5 separate regions of the Mus musculus genome follow, and regions 2, 3, 4 and 5 are each linked to region 1. Evidence: chromatin contacts called from public Hi-C, HiChIP or PLAC-seq and promoter capture Hi-C data. All regions are on one chromosome and are shown on one strand. Each heading gives the region's core, a stretch centred on a gene start, on an enhancer-like site or on the middle of the called end of the contact. The rest is flanking DNA. Distances are from core to core; before and after follow the strand shown.

The links. Promoter capture Hi-C pulls out the DNA fragments that hold promoters and counts their contacts. A called contact is a pair of places that touch in the nucleus more often than the background predicts. HiChIP or PLAC-seq counts read pairs in DNA pulled down with a chosen protein or histone mark.
Region 2: a contact with region 1 is called in a promoter capture Hi-C map of macrophages, with 5 read pairs. The contact joins the promoter of Ttc9b here to the promoter of Zfp780b in region 1. A contact is called at or near these places in 3 of 39 promoter capture datasets (the HPC-7 cell line, cranial neural crest and macrophages), 2 of 484 Hi-C or Micro-C datasets (both in embryonic stem cells), 2 of 115 datasets of contacts at active chromatin or transcription factors (both in embryonic stem cells) and 2 of 9 other capture datasets (adipose tissue and pancreatic islet).
Region 3: a contact with region 1 is called in a Hi-C map of cardiomyocytes, with 3 times the contacts expected there. The contact joins the promoter of 2310022A10Rik here to the promoter of Zfp780b in region 1. A contact is called at or near these places in 3 of 39 promoter capture datasets (cranial neural crest, liver and pre-B cells) and 1 of 484 Hi-C or Micro-C datasets (cardiomyocytes).
Region 4: a contact with region 1 is called in an H3K4me3 HiChIP or PLAC-seq map of stem cell-derived neural progenitor cells, with 6 times the contacts expected there. The contact joins the promoter of Zfp607b here to the promoter of Zfp780b in region 1. A contact is called at or near these places in 8 of 39 promoter capture datasets (the C10 cell line, cranial neural crest, embryonic stem cells and 4 more), 2 of 15 datasets of contacts at CTCF or cohesin (the NIH/3T3 cell line and pro-B cells), 5 of 484 Hi-C or Micro-C datasets (the G1E-ER4 cell line, embryonic fibroblasts, erythroblasts and 1 more), 14 of 115 datasets of contacts at active chromatin or transcription factors (DN3 thymocytes, the SCID.adh cell line, bone marrow-derived dendritic cells and 7 more) and 2 of 9 other capture datasets (adipose tissue and liver).
Region 5: a contact with region 1 is called in an H3K4me3 HiChIP or PLAC-seq map of the SCID.adh cell line, with 16 read pairs. The contact joins the promoter of Timm50 here to the promoter of Zfp780b in region 1. A contact is called at or near these places in 4 of 39 promoter capture datasets (the 3T3-L1 cell line, hippocampal neurons, liver and 1 more), 1 of 15 datasets of contacts at CTCF or cohesin (the NIH/3T3 cell line), 1 of 484 Hi-C or Micro-C datasets (cardiomyocytes), 3 of 115 datasets of contacts at active chromatin or transcription factors (the 230-238 cell line, the SCID.adh cell line and bone marrow-derived macrophages) and 1 of 9 other capture datasets (pancreatic islet).

The regions. Positions count from the first base shown.
Region 1 is chr7:27,977,742-27,980,441 of GRCm38.p6, reverse strand. It overlaps Zfp780b (zinc finger protein 780B), which reads left to right and starts at 1,285. Exons shown (of 6, transcript NM_001081021.1): 1 at 1,285-1,352.
Region 2 is chr7:27,652,555-27,655,254 of GRCm38.p6, reverse strand. Ttc9b (tetratricopeptide repeat domain 9B) reads right to left here and starts at 1,331. Exons shown (of 3, transcript NM_028417.1): 1 at 908-1,331; 2 at 161-343. The coding sequence starts at 1,328. Gm38973 (a long non-coding RNA gene) reads left to right here and starts at 1,023. Exons shown (of 3, transcript XR_881908.3): 1 at 1,023-2,005.
Region 3 is chr7:27,551,955-27,554,654 of GRCm38.p6, reverse strand. It overlaps 2310022A10Rik (RIKEN cDNA 2310022A10 gene), which reads right to left and starts at 1,365. Exons shown (of 10, transcript NM_175107.5): 1 at 1,302-1,365. Pld3 (phospholipase D family, member 3) reads left to right here and starts at 1,437. Exons shown (of 14, transcript NM_011116.2): 1 at 1,437-1,657.
Region 4 is chr7:27,687,973-27,690,672 of GRCm38.p6, reverse strand. It overlaps Zfp607b (zinc finger protein 607B), which reads right to left and starts at 1,333. Exons shown (of 6, transcript NM_001112731.1): 1 at 1,187-1,333.
Region 5 is chr7:28,310,643-28,313,342 of GRCm38.p6, reverse strand. Timm50 (translocase of inner mitochondrial membrane 50) reads left to right here and starts at 1,297. Exons shown (of 11, transcript NM_025616.3): 1 at 1,297-1,418; 2 at 2,324-2,474. The coding sequence starts at 1,311. Gm51445 (a long non-coding RNA gene) reads right to left here. Exons shown (of 3, transcript XR_003946618.1): 1 at 2,583-2,700; 2 at 2,195-2,253; 3 at 570-1,258.

The DNA.
Region 1 (2,700 bases), core at 36-2,535:
ACAATGTGGTTGCTGGGATTTGAACTCAGGACCTTCAGAAGAGCAGTCAGTGCTGTTAACCACTGAGCCATCCCTCCAGCCCTCACAATTTGATCTCCCCCCACCCCCACCCCCTGCTTCTTTTCTTATTTATTAGATATTTTCTTTATTTACATTTCAAATGCTATCCTGAAAGTTCCCTATACCCTCCCCCCTGCCCTGCTCCCCTACCCACTCACTCCCACTTCTTGGCCCTGGCGTTCCCCTGTACTGGGGCATATAAACTTTGCAAGACCAAGGGGTCTCTCTTCCCAATGACGGCCAACTAGGCCATTTTCTGGCTGTCATTCTTATTACTACCTTATTACTTACCAGGCTTTCCCCCTGCTTCGTGCCTGAAGCTGCGCTATTAGTACTTTTAGTTTATTTTAGTTTTTAGGGAGGGTTTCACTCTATACTTGTAGCTGGCTTCAGTCTCACACACATGCAGTGAGCTGTGCCTCCCCTTTGCTGGGATAAAAGGCATGTCTTACCACGCGCAGCCATGTTTATTATACTTGATGACTTGGCCTCTTTATTTACACTGGCAATGTTGTGTCCCCAGTCTGTCTCGATTATCAAATCAACCTGAGTCTTCATTACGGTCACTCGTAATCTTCTAGAGTACTGAACTTTAACATATTTTCTGTAGTTGATACTCGGTTGAGTCTGACTTGTTTTCAAATCCTCCTTGTTTTCATCCTTCAACGTGAGGTAAATTACTGTCTAACGGACACGACTCAGTTGAAACTTTCTGATGTGTTCCTCACTCACCGTTTTCTATCTAGGTAACAGGGACCCTGAACTCAGGGAGGGTCCAGAACACCTGGCTGTCTGAAATCGCTGATGTAAACTATCCACGTTTAACACCAACAATTCTTTAGTTTAGTCTTTCCAAATTTACCATAGTCCCTACCAGGTCACAGCGAGGTGGAATCCCACTCAGTGGGACTCAAGTCACTTATATCCCATTCTGATCTTACTTCCTGTTCTGCTTGTCAGTCCGCTCCAGGGAAGAGAAAAATCAGTGGCGCGCAGAAGCGGAAGTACCTTTTGAGCACCACACGGGAGCTTTTAAAGGCTGTGCCTTTTTGGAAAAACCCCTGACACCACCAGGCGCAGCTCCCAGGTGGGCTGGTCCCAGTAGCAAGCTCGGATCGCCCTGAACCTCTGAGCTCTGGGCTTCCCGGAGTTCCGCCGCAAGGACTACATTTCCCAGGGTCCACCGCACCGGAAGTAACGGATCGAATTCCGGTGTCGTGTATCGCTCCCTTGAAAAGTCAGGTTTTTCTCGTAGGTGGAAGAAATCGCTCTATGGCCTACGTCCTCACAGAGTAAGATCGGAGCCAGCATGCTGGGTGTGGGTGTGGGATGGATGTTGATATTTGTGTGAGTGTGTAGGGGCGGTGATGTGTGTGTCTGTTTCTCTGTATGTATACGCACCTTGAGCACTCTGCATCTCCTGTGTCACTATGCTTGTAGCTTTCTGCTCCTGCTTTCTCTTGCAGGCACAGGGGCTGAAGCAAGGAAAGATCAGGTGCAGAGTCTGAAGGGAAGCTTCCTTTGAGGTACATGAGTAGCTGAGGCCGGAAGTGCCTCCGAGGGGCCCCTAGGGGGATAAGATCCCTAGGTTTCCCTGAGCTGTAGCAATGCGAGTGTTGCGGGAAGGGAGGGAAAGTGCTCATTGAGGATGCTCTCAGATCTAGTTTGGGATCTCAGGCTTCCTTGGGCTCCCCACAGGCTCCCCATTTCGGCCATTATTCCAAAGGAGGGCTAGAGAAGCATGAGATCTTTATTGCTACTCAGCTAAGACTCAAGGGCGAAGTTTGTGCTTTCTCTCCGTGTGAGAAACGAGGCTTTAGGTTTAGACTATAGAATTGTCAGTAAATGAAGGAGTAACAGACAAACTGATAGCTCCAACTTTGTGGCTCTTACATTGTTCGTTCTCCTCCCAATTAGTATTCTCACTATTGTTTCAGTGATCCTTGATATCTCTCAATAATCAGACCTTTCCCCTAGACTTTATAGATAAGAATCTCCAGAGGTTAACCTTAGGAATCTCAAACTCAAACCAATTCCTATCCATGGCATCACATAGCAGATGGACTTTGATCTTTATAGACCTTCCTTTCAAAGCAGGGGGACTTCAGGGGTGCTGGTGCTGCTTGTATTTAATGCTAAATACTGGCTCCCAAGATCTGGTGTCCCCCCCCCCCCACCCTTCGCCATGAGCAGATCCTCACATACTCCAAGTGATGCTATGTGAACTTTGCTCCCCAGCTTAAAACCTGAGTTTAAATAAAACTAGCCACAGCCAGTTCCTGAGAGGAATAGAGAGAGGTAGAGTTTGAGTAACTGAGCTGTGGGTCTCAAGTAGGCACCACCAGGGGAGGAGAGAGAACAGAGGCAGAGCACAGGGGAGGAAAAGACTAGAGAACAGGAGGTCTCCAAGAGCTGGACCAACCGTTCCTGACAGAGTGATATGCCTCCCGGGGACACCAGACGGCTGGAGCAGAAGTAGCCCTGGAAGTTTGAAACAGCAAGGATTTGGGAAGTGCAGTCGAGCCAGTCGCCAGACTGTCATTTAGAGATATAGATTAGGGTCATCCCGCAGTAATTGCACAGAACCTAATAAATAAATATGGTAGTTTGAGTCTCATTCACTTAAGGTTAGATGGGATG
Region 2 (2,700 bases), core at 82-2,581, 330 kb after region 1:
GATGGGTGCTGGATGAGTGTATGAGGAATCTTAGGTAGCTAGAGAGAGCTTGTCTGGAGCTGGTAACAGCACTTCCCTGGGGTGGCTTGGCTCTGCCCTGGTCCTCCCGCCTAGGTTTCCTCTGTTCTAACCCCCTGCCCAGCCCAGCCCTGCCACTCACCTGTGGGCTCTCGGCTGCGGGCCTCCTGTAGGTAGCGCAGCGCACGTGCATAATCACCCAAGTGGTAGAAGGCAATGCCGGCACGATAGGTGGCCTTGAAGTTGCCCTGCTGTTTCTCCAGCACCTTGAGACAGTACTCACGCACCCGCTCATAGTTCACCAGCTCCGACTGCAGGAGGCAAGCTGTGGGATGCAGAGACCCTGTAGTCTCAGACACAGCCTGCATCCCCTAGGATTCACATGACCTCAAATAACCTGACCTCTTCCCCTGGGCATATGGGATTGCTCTGGCCACCAGGAGACACTAATCAGCTAACCTGTTAGTATAAGAGCTATCTGCGCCGCCGCTAGAGGGCGCAGGACAGACAAGTCTGAAGCAATTAGCTGGAGGTTTTCCCAAGTAATTATAGAGGGAGGGTCCAAGAACGAAATAGCCGGTGCAGGGTAAGCCTTTCTAACCTTGGCTCATGCGTGGCAGACCGGGGGAAAGAATGAGTCAGGGAAGTGGGGCTTAGAAGACCAAGTCCAGAGCCCGTTTCATTATTCAAGCCCCTGCTTACTCCATCCAAGAAGCCCTATTCATCTACTCCCAACTCTCTTCCTCAGCAAGTTTTGTAGTCTTCCCCGCCAGACCACAGCCCTGACTCCTTCAGCTTCCAGCCACCACAGGCTCTATAGCCTCCTGATTACCCCCTCACTACCCACCCGTTTCACCCGAGTCCTCTGCGCCCCCCGACGGCCCCGTACCAGTGAGGGAGTCGTAACATTCAACCTCTGTGTTCTCCACCAGGCGCCGCTGCTCCTCGCTGAGGCGGGCGGGCCCCGGGCTGGTGGTGGGTCCCGGGGAGGGGGTGGGCAGACCGCCAGGGCGGGCCCCTTGAGCCGCCTTCAGCTGCAGCAGTGCCCGGTGGTACTTGCCAATGGCTTCTCGGAACTTCTTCTCTCGGTAGCAACGCTGACCCTCCGCCTTGAACGCCACGGCAGCCCGCAGGCTGCTGTCGAGCGCCGCAGCCAGGCCCCCAGACGGCTCTGGGGCAGGACCCGACCGAGCAGAGCCATGGCGAGGCGCTGAGCCGGGGCCCGGCGGGGAAAGGGCGGGAGGCGGGCGCGGTGGAGGCTCCGGGGCAGCGCTGAGCATCAGCACCGGGGACAGCGCGCCGCGCTGCATTGTGGGAAACTCCTGCGGCCGCCGCTGCAGCTACCGCATCGCCCCCCGCGGGGCCGGTCCCCACCCTTTCTCCGCCCCCACATCTCTGGCTGCCGTCTCCGGCTGCCCCCTATGGGTCTAGAAAAACCCCTCCAAACTCCCCCTCGCTCACCCTCAAACCAGCCTGGGTCTAGTTGTTCTGGCGCCTCTCCCTTGTCCCCACAGTCCTTACCCTCCCACCCGACTGCATGTTCTCCCGGAGATTTCTAGAAGAAAAAGGCTGAGCGGGCAGACATCAGTTTTGTGGAAAGCTGGTTTTCAGCCCACTAGTCATTTGGCATGTTGGATAAGAATACAGGATTGGGAGTCAAGCTGCCCGGCTTCAGACACTGGTTTCTCATTACTCTATGATTTGGACAATCCCCTCAAATTACCTATTGTACTATAGTGCGGGACAATAGTACATACGTTGGAATCGATTCTTTATGTAATAAACAAATAGCCATTGCTCAATTTCTGTTCAGGGGGAGGGGGTTGATGGGCCAATGTAAAAACAAACAACAACAACAGAAGTCAAGTGGGGTAGCACCTGCCTGTAGTCACACTCGGACATCTGAGGCAGGAGAGTGGAAAGAAGTTTGAAGCTAATCTGGTGCTAACGAGGAAATTCCAGATCAGCCATGAACTACAAAGAAAAGGTAGGTGTGGGAGATTAAGGAGAAGGGAGGGAAAAGGAGAGAGAAAGAATTATTTAGATAGAGCCACATCTCCTAGGTTCACAGCCTAGTGGAGAGACAGACCTGTAACAGCCCAAAGTGGCTGATCCTGGGAAGCGCAGGAGGAGAGCCATGGCTAGCATGGAGAAGTCAGAGGAGGCATTTGCTCTAGGTTGAAGTGTGACTGGGGACTTCCTGGAGGAAAGGCAACTCTGCAACCTAGCCATTCTGTCCCTTGCCTTCCATTTCCAGAAAAGCCAGTGGGGAGGTGACAAGGGTCCCCACTGACAGCCCAGGACCACCAGTACAATAAGGACAACCAAGAAAATGCGGCTGCGGCTGCGCTGTGGTGGCACTCCCCTGCAATCCCTGCACTTAGGAGGCAGAAGCAGCAGAACTCTATGGTTTCCGGGCCAGCCAGAGCTACACCTGACTCAAAAAAGAGGGGGAAAAGGAAAGAAATTCGTTCATTATGGGCCAGCAACATAGCAGTAGCCACCACGTGAGTTCCATCTGTGGAACCAGCCTCTCAAAGTGGTTATCTGACCCCTTCCTACATATACCTGCACACACACACACAAACTCACGCACATACACACACACGCGCGCGCACACGCGCACACACACATACACACACGCACGCACACACACATGCACACACACGCGCACACACACAT
Region 3 (2,700 bases), core at 116-2,615, 430 kb after region 1:
ACTGACTCCCAAAACTTTTCCTAATCTCCACAGAAATGCATGGGCAGGTACATCAATGGGGAAAAAAATTAAAAACAAGTACCTCTGCTTTTCTCCTGGGGGGGGGGGGGGCGGCAGGTGGGGAGGGGCAGAGAGATAAGTAGGCTAAGTAGGTAAAGGCCACCAGGCCAAGCTATCCTCTGGTTTTACATACAGTGTAATAAAACATGTCATTTAAAATTAAAAAATATATATATTAGAGGGGTTAAAACAGCAAACTCAAAGTTCCTACAACTACGTCTGACAGGTATTCATTAAATCTGAACTAAACTAGTGACAGACTGGGACAGTTGTAGACCTAATGTAAGTTGCATGCAGATGTGAGGTGGAAACCAAGTATATAAGACTATTTAGCCACCCTGGCATGATAGCAGAGGCTTTTAATCCCAGCACTGGGTAGAGGGGCAGAGGCAGGCAGTTTATCTGTGAGTTCAAAGCCAACCTGGTCTATGTAGTGAGTTCCACGACAGAAAGAGCTACAAACAGAGACCCAGCTTCAAAAATAATAAATAAGTAAATAAACAAACAAACACACAAACAAAACAACTTTTCAAGTATCTTTCATTTACTGCCCACAAATGAAGAGGAATGTTCTATTTCTATTGTATTTCAAGTTAAGGTTCCCTTCTCCTGGCTAGGATAACAATGCAAAATGCCCCCTTTTAAATTGAGGAACATGCATTAGTCATTATTTTAAATCGCTATTTCAGGACTCAGGAAAGAGGCAAACAATCTTCTTGACTGTTGTTTTGCTTCCTTTGGGCTTCCCTCCTCTATGTTGTTAGAACTCTCAGCTACAATCCCGATCCACCGAGCTGTTGGTATGCCAAAGACATTCATCAGGATCCACACGACGAACATAGGAGCCTGAGATTATCGGTTTTCACTAAACAGAGAAAACTTGGGCTCAGAAAGGTAATGACACAGGCCCAGTTCTTGCAAAGGGAAGCTGGGATTAGAACCCAAACCCGCTGGCCTGCTAGCTCGGGCAGCTCCCGCGCGGGTACCCATCATCAGTGCTAACGAGGATGGAAGAGTAACATGGAGAGCTCTGAGAGCAGAACGGGTGTGCACGACCTGACGTCCCATTACACGGGTTCTACGGTCAGCTTCTGGGCCCCCATTGTACAGAAGAGGAAACTGAGGCTCAGAAAGAGAAATCATTTATCTGATCGTACAGTATGGGCTGCGCGGGAAGTCCAGACCCCCGGCCACCCCGTATCTCCATCCCTAACCTCCTCCGTCCCAGTCCCGCACCTCACCTGGCACTCTGGGGCCCGCACCCCCACGAGGCGCCCGCCCGCCCTCCGGGTCGCGCCAACTGTCAGACACTCCTCCCTCGGCCTGGGCCGCCCGCCCCGGAAGTCCTGCCCTTGATACCGGAAGCCAGACTGCACCTTCCACCAGCCGCTCTAGCCCTCCTAGCCTCCAACCAGCAAGAGAGTGTGGGGCGGCGACCATCACATGACAACACAGAGCCTCGGTCGCGAAGAACGCCGCCAATCAGAAAGGATCAAGTCTAGCCCCCACCCTGCCCGCAGTCTAGCGCGACTGCGCCTGCGCACAGGTGGGCGGGAAGGCGGGGCTAGGTTCTGGAGTAGAAGACTCTGACGTGCAGGTACTGTGCGATCTGGTGCGCGACACCTTGGCTGCCCTCCCTGTGTCACCCTCTCGTCTATAATGCATCTCTTCTATATCGTCCTTGGCCCACTTAGGTGCCCTCATCCCTTCTCTTAAATCATACCCCACTTAAATCGTCACCACCCCTCCCCTTCTGACGCCATGACCTCTCTCACATCGCCCCCTCCTTTAAGAAGTAATTTTTGTTTTTTTGTTTGTTTACAATTAATTGAGTATCTGTGACTGCATTTACCCGAGGAGATCAGAAGATGTCTAATTCCCTGGATTTGTAGTTACGAATGGTTGTGAGCCATCCCATGTGAATGCTGGGTTTTCTAGTTCAGGTCCTTTGGAAGAGCAACAAGTGCTTTTAACTGCTGCACCATCTCTTCAGCACAAACATTGTCCTTTTTATTCATTTTCATTCCCCTTAAGCCCTGATTGGCCTTATATGCTCAGTTTTCTCTTTTTATGTGACAGGGTCTCCTTGTAACCTCAAAGTATGTCAGCTCAGACACGCCCCTGCTGTCCCCAGTGCTCCGCTGGTCACTCTTCCATCTTTGTTAGCACTGGGTACCTGTGCGGGAGATTAGCATTCAGTCACCAGTGCAACTCAGGCTGGCCTTGAATTTTAGATCCAATTGCTCAGCCTCCTGAGTGTGGGGATTGCAAGCACTGATGAGCCGGTCTCTCTGTCATCATTGTCTTAGTCACCCACACATCTCCTTCATGAAACCCCCATTTCCCCTAAATCTCTTCATACCAGTTATTCTTGTACTTCCTGTTTCCATCTCCCCTTAGATTACCCTCAAATCGCCCTGGTGTCTCCATCTCTCCACTAACACATCTGTATTCAGCATTACCCACAAGGAGCCACCCAGCCTTATAGCTTTCCCTCCTCTGTGGGTACACGTTTCACATATTTCCATGGTGTGGGATATTATATGGTATTCTATGGTATCCCAGGGTCCCAGCTTCACCCCTAAACCTGTGGGAAACCCAGGCCACCAAACCATGCCTCTCCAATTCCTGCTTTCCCAT
Region 4 (2,700 bases), core at 84-2,583, 290 kb after region 1:
CATAACTTTGAAGACAAATACTTCATCTTTAAACAAAAGACAGACCCCCATGGTCTCAGTCATGTAGAATCTGAAGCTGTTTTCTCCTAGGAACAGTAAGATGCCGGTTACTGGGGTTTGAGTGGCGGAGGCTGGATGTGCAGCATCGGGGTCGAGAGTGGGAGGTAGATCTATACCATAAGCGAGAGAGTTGGGAGATGTGTCATGAAACATGGTGACTGGGATTAATAGTTTGTAAAGTCTTAGAGAGTAGATGGCAAGTGTACTCGTGACAAAAATATAAGTTAGATGAAGTCCTTCAGTGCTATCACTTTCCCACTCCCGAAATCCTCACAAGCGAACAGACCATCTATCGACTGCATTCTTTTCCTGTCTTGTGATGCCATGGAAATAGAAATCAGATGTAGAACAGCAGCGTTTGAAAGCCCTAATGCTAACCTCTGTAGGTCCCTATGGAAAACAGCTTGGGAAAAAGATGGGATTGTCGACAGAAGACATCAAGGGTCACTGAAATGATAATGTGAATACTAGCTGGAACGGGAGGGGACACTAAGGACAATAGTGCAGTTGTAAATTTGCATGCTCCTGCTTCATTTCCTAACAATTCTATATTCTAAAACTAAAACCTCAGTTCTCAAACCGAAAAGAGCACTCACTCTTGAATCTTAGATGGGTAGCGATAATATTTTCATTATTCTCCAGCCTCCCTCTTGAATAATGGCCTAAGCAGGGAACCCGAGTATACATGAGATCGCAGACTACATTTGAGAGCATCCTCAGTGAGAACTTTCCTTCTCTTCCCTCGATATTCAGATTCGGCAGAGCTCTGAGACAGTCACGGAGCTCAACAAGTACCCTCCCTCCTAGACGACACCCCCGTCCTTAAATTATAGCCCTAAGCTCAAGTCTGAGCCTCGGGGAAAGCTTCCCTTCAGACCCCGCACCTGACCTCCCCTTACTGAAGCTTGGTCCTCTGCTTTAGTCCCTGTGTCCCTGAGAGAAAGCAGGAGCAGACAGCGACAAGCAAAGAGACACAGATTATGCAGAGAGCTCAAGGTGTGTATACAGTTAGACACTGACAGACACACACGCACATACACACACGTACACACACCACAGTTCCTACACGCCCACACATCAACACCCATTCGCCACACCCACACCCGCCTGCGGTCTCCCGCCTTACTCTGTGGAGGCCAACCAGTGACTTCTGATTCCCACCTGACCATCCGGGGTAGCTCCGCCTGCACACCAGAAGTTATCTACTTCCGACCCTATGCTGCCTGGGAAATGTAGTCCCCTTGTCCCAAACTACAAGAAATATAATGCTTCATAGTTCTGGGATATCCCAGCATGCAACCTGGGCCAGCCCATCTGGCAGCTGCGCCCTGTGCTTTGTGGGAGTTCCCAGGGATGGTGCCCTTCTCTCTCTCTCTCTCTCTCTCTCTCTCTCTCTCTCTCTCTCTCTCTCTCTCTCTCTCTCTCTCTCTCTCTCTCTCTCTCTCTCTGTGTGTGTGTGTACTTCCGGGTTCTGTGAGTAACTGGGTTTCACCCCTGTGGAGAAGACAGGTGAGCCTAAGTTTTAAACGCAGGCTAGGAAGTAAAATTGGATCGAGATGTAATTGAATACGCTTTGCCTGAGACCCACTGCAGGGTTCCACCTCGCTGTGCTCTGGTGGGACTTTGTCAGTGTTCTGGGTTTTTCTGAACGATCAAAGAAAGAGGGACACTGCAGAATGAATTTAGGCTTCCCAGAAGCAGAGGGATCCATTCTGGTGAGCTGAACTAAACGGCTAACAGCTTCGCAGGAGGGCTTTTGTGATTGTTACACAAAGGACCTTTTAGCAAGTCAATTCCCGCATACCCAAATCTCATATCAGATCTCAACGAACCATAAGGTAAGTAAACAGAATCATAAAAATTCCAAGTTAAAAAAAAAAGAAGAAGAATTCCAGGTTTGCCGGGAAGACAGCTTATGGGAGTCTGAACTTTTCTTCACAGCAACCAGAAGCCACAGTATACACCAGCTTCAAACACCTTGTTCCCAGCCCCCATTTGCCTAAGATGGCATATCAAATCTTCAGTATGCGCCTGTCCTGCTGAGGAAGTTGTTGAACATGTCCCGTTACACAGCGGCATTGTGGCTGTCCCTTAGTCTGCTCAGGACACCCGATGAAGAACCCTCTTTAGCGCTCAGATTTCACATCCTCGGTTGGACCAATAGGCCATCTACAGAGCCAGATCTATGGGGAAACCGTGCATCTGAAACCCACTATACAGACAGTGCTGTGGCCACAAAGGCACCGGCTGCTGCAGTCGGGAGCTCACGGAAGTCTCCATCCCACTAAGCCCACGGGAGCACCTGAGTTTGAGATGAACTGTGGTCAGAATGGTTTTGTGCCCCGTGGAAAGGTTATCCTTGGGGTTTTCAAATGGTCATTTCTCTGCCCTCACCTCTTGTTTCTATCTGAAAATGACATTGTAATACTTAGATTTTTTAAAAAAAACTCTCGTGTTTCAAGTTCTATAAACAAAATCTTACCATTTGTTCTCTGCCCTGACAATAAATGCAGATTGCCCAAAGGCTGGGCAGAGAGAAAACAGGGCAGCACGTCTCCCAGCCAGGGGGAGGAATGAGAGAGGGAGTTTCAGATCACCAGGAGGAGGAGAGGGTCTGAAAAGATGCCATGAGAAAAAAAC
Region 5 (2,700 bases), core at 48-2,547, 330 kb before region 1:
AAGGCAAACAAGACTTACCATGTCAAGGCAGTGTTTTGACCACGGGCATTTTCACCCAAGTTAATGTGAGGAAAACAGCCTAGTTCAAATGACTCAACTTTGATTCCTTGGACTCTCGGTGGAAGCTGAGAGCCGACTCTTGAAAGTTGTCTTCTGACCACGCCCTGTGGCATGAGGCTGACTGAGCACACTTAAGCAGCACCCCAATCCATTTCATTCCACTCCAGAAATAACAGCTCTGAATTCTGTGTGGCTTTCCTTTGCCCAACTTTGTAGTTTTACTATCTTAGTGCTTTGGATTTTTTTGGGTGGGTGGGTGGGTGTCTTTTTTTGGAGACAGGGTTTCTCTGTGTAGCCCTGGCTGTCCTGGAGCTCACTCTGTAGACCAGGCTGGCCTCGAACTCAGAAATCTGCCTGCCTCTGCCTCCCCAGTGCTGGGAGTAAAGGCATGTGCCACCAATGCCCTGCAGTACTTTGGATTTTTAAAGTTTAAGTGTAAAAATCTGACTTTTTTTTTCCCATTGAAAACAACTTGTGGGGGCTGGAGAGATGGCTCAGCGGTTAAGAGTACTGGCTGTTCTTCCAGAGGGTCTGAGTTCAATCTATAAAGAGATATGATCCCCTCTTCTGGCATGCAATTGTACCTGCAGACAGTGCACTCATACATTTAAAATGAGTGAATGAACGAGTGAATAATAAATGATTAAACAAATAAAGGAATGAATAAACAAACAAATAGAAAACAACTTGGGCAAGACTCATGGTGGCTCCCGCACCCCTAATTCACTGCTTTCTTAATCACTCTAAAGCCTAAACAAGTCAGCACGGAACGTTCCTTTGGTTGAATCCAGATGAGTGGTAGATCCAAATGAGTGGTTGGGCAAAGGAAAGATACTCCAGTCCTTTCTACAAACTCACGGCGTTAGGGGTAAAAAGAGATCTGGAGACGGGAAAGAAGACTGGTTCAGCCTCCTGGTCCACGTGAGAAAAACTGAGGGATGCTGGGTCAGCTCACTTTTTGGGCCTCTGTCCATTTCTAACGATGGGAGGTGAAAGGCAAAGTCCGAGCGACTGGATGGTGGCGGTCCTTAGGGCCCCAGGGGGCGTGGTGCCAGATGACAGTATTCCAATTTCGCGCTCAGCCAGAGGAAAGACCGACTAGGAGCGCACCAAAGGTACTCCGCCCAGTTCTTTTTGTCCCTCTCGGGTTCCTGTCCACACGCACTACCTCAGCGATCCCATTGGTCGTAGTCCTCGCCTGGGCGGGAGAGAGGGAGCGAGTGGGCGGGGCCGCGTGGCGTCAGCGCAAGATGGCGGCCTCGGCGGCTCTGTTCTCGCGCTTGCGGAGCGGGCTCCGGGTAGGCGCGCGGGGGCTGTGCACGCGGCTAGCGCCGCCACCTCCCCGCACTCCCGAGCAGGTGAGCGGCGCCGGGACGCGCGCCCCGATATGGGGCTTCTCTCTAAAGTTTTGGGCGTCTGGTGGCAACCCCGGCGGGTCTGGGAGACCGCACCTCAGGGTGCTGAATGGGACGGAGCCCGCGTTTTCGATGTTTCCATGCTTCCTGTGTGGACCACAGTTGCTCCCCCGGGGCTGGATTATGGAGGCCCGGAGTGCATCCCCTGGAGCCCAGGTCTCAACCACGTGGGTGCCGGGAGAGGTCACCTGTTCTGATCTCGGTGACCATTCAGGTGATACTTGACGGGGGTGGGGCCCAGGGCGCTAGGGACCCAGGGTCTGTCCCAGTGACATTTCAATCGCCTCCTTGAGCGAGAGGAACAGGAAGGATCCAGCCTGCCGTCCGTTCCAGCCTAGCCATTCTGACCTCCAAGTCCATGACTTTCCGTTCCCAAAGTCCCAGACAGGAGATTGCCTCTCCTCGCTCTTGCTTCCTTCCCTTCCAAACCCCTCCATCTTGGGCTCTGGGTATCCGGATATCTTAACTGTTCGTTCTGTCCCTTGGGTGCCCTCTGTCCCTTTAGTTTTGACATCTCTGTGCTAGCGCGCGCGCGCACACACACACACACACACACACACCCATCCCTTATTCTCCTTGCCCTACTCTTCCTGGCTCCAGACCCTGCAGTGCTATTGCTTCCAAGACCTTGAGCAATTTGCCCTTTCAGCTCTTGAACCCCTGTGATTCTCTAGACAGTTTAGTTGTGACTGTCTGAGGGGAGCAGCCTCTGAACTCACCCCTTCAGGGACACAGTTTTCTGCTCTGGATGTCCACTTCCTGGTTCTTGATCTTGAGGCTGCTTGGACAAATTTAAGTATTCTGTTATTTCTCTCTGTGTGACCTCTCCTCCATCCCCCTCCACTCAGGTCACTGAAATTGCCAACCGTGGGGGCTCCAAGGCCCAGGGGCCACAGCACCAGCCAGGCTCCGAGGGTCCCAGCTATGCCAAAAAAATTGCGCTCTGGATCGCCGGTTTGCTCGGAGCTGGTGGGACTGTCAGCATCGTCTATATTTTTGGTGAGAGACATAACCCTTGACTGTTGGCCCCCAGATTTCTACTGTGAACCCCCCCTTTCTTTCCCCATACTCAGTTCATTACCTGGCTCCTCCAACTAGGATACTCACCTTGAAATTCAAGAAGTCCTCTTCGACCCCTTGTACTTAAAAGTTCTATCCTCTAGTTGTTCCCTGTACCTGAATTCAGGAACTAAGGGAATGGTGGGAAGAGTAGGGCTAGACCAGT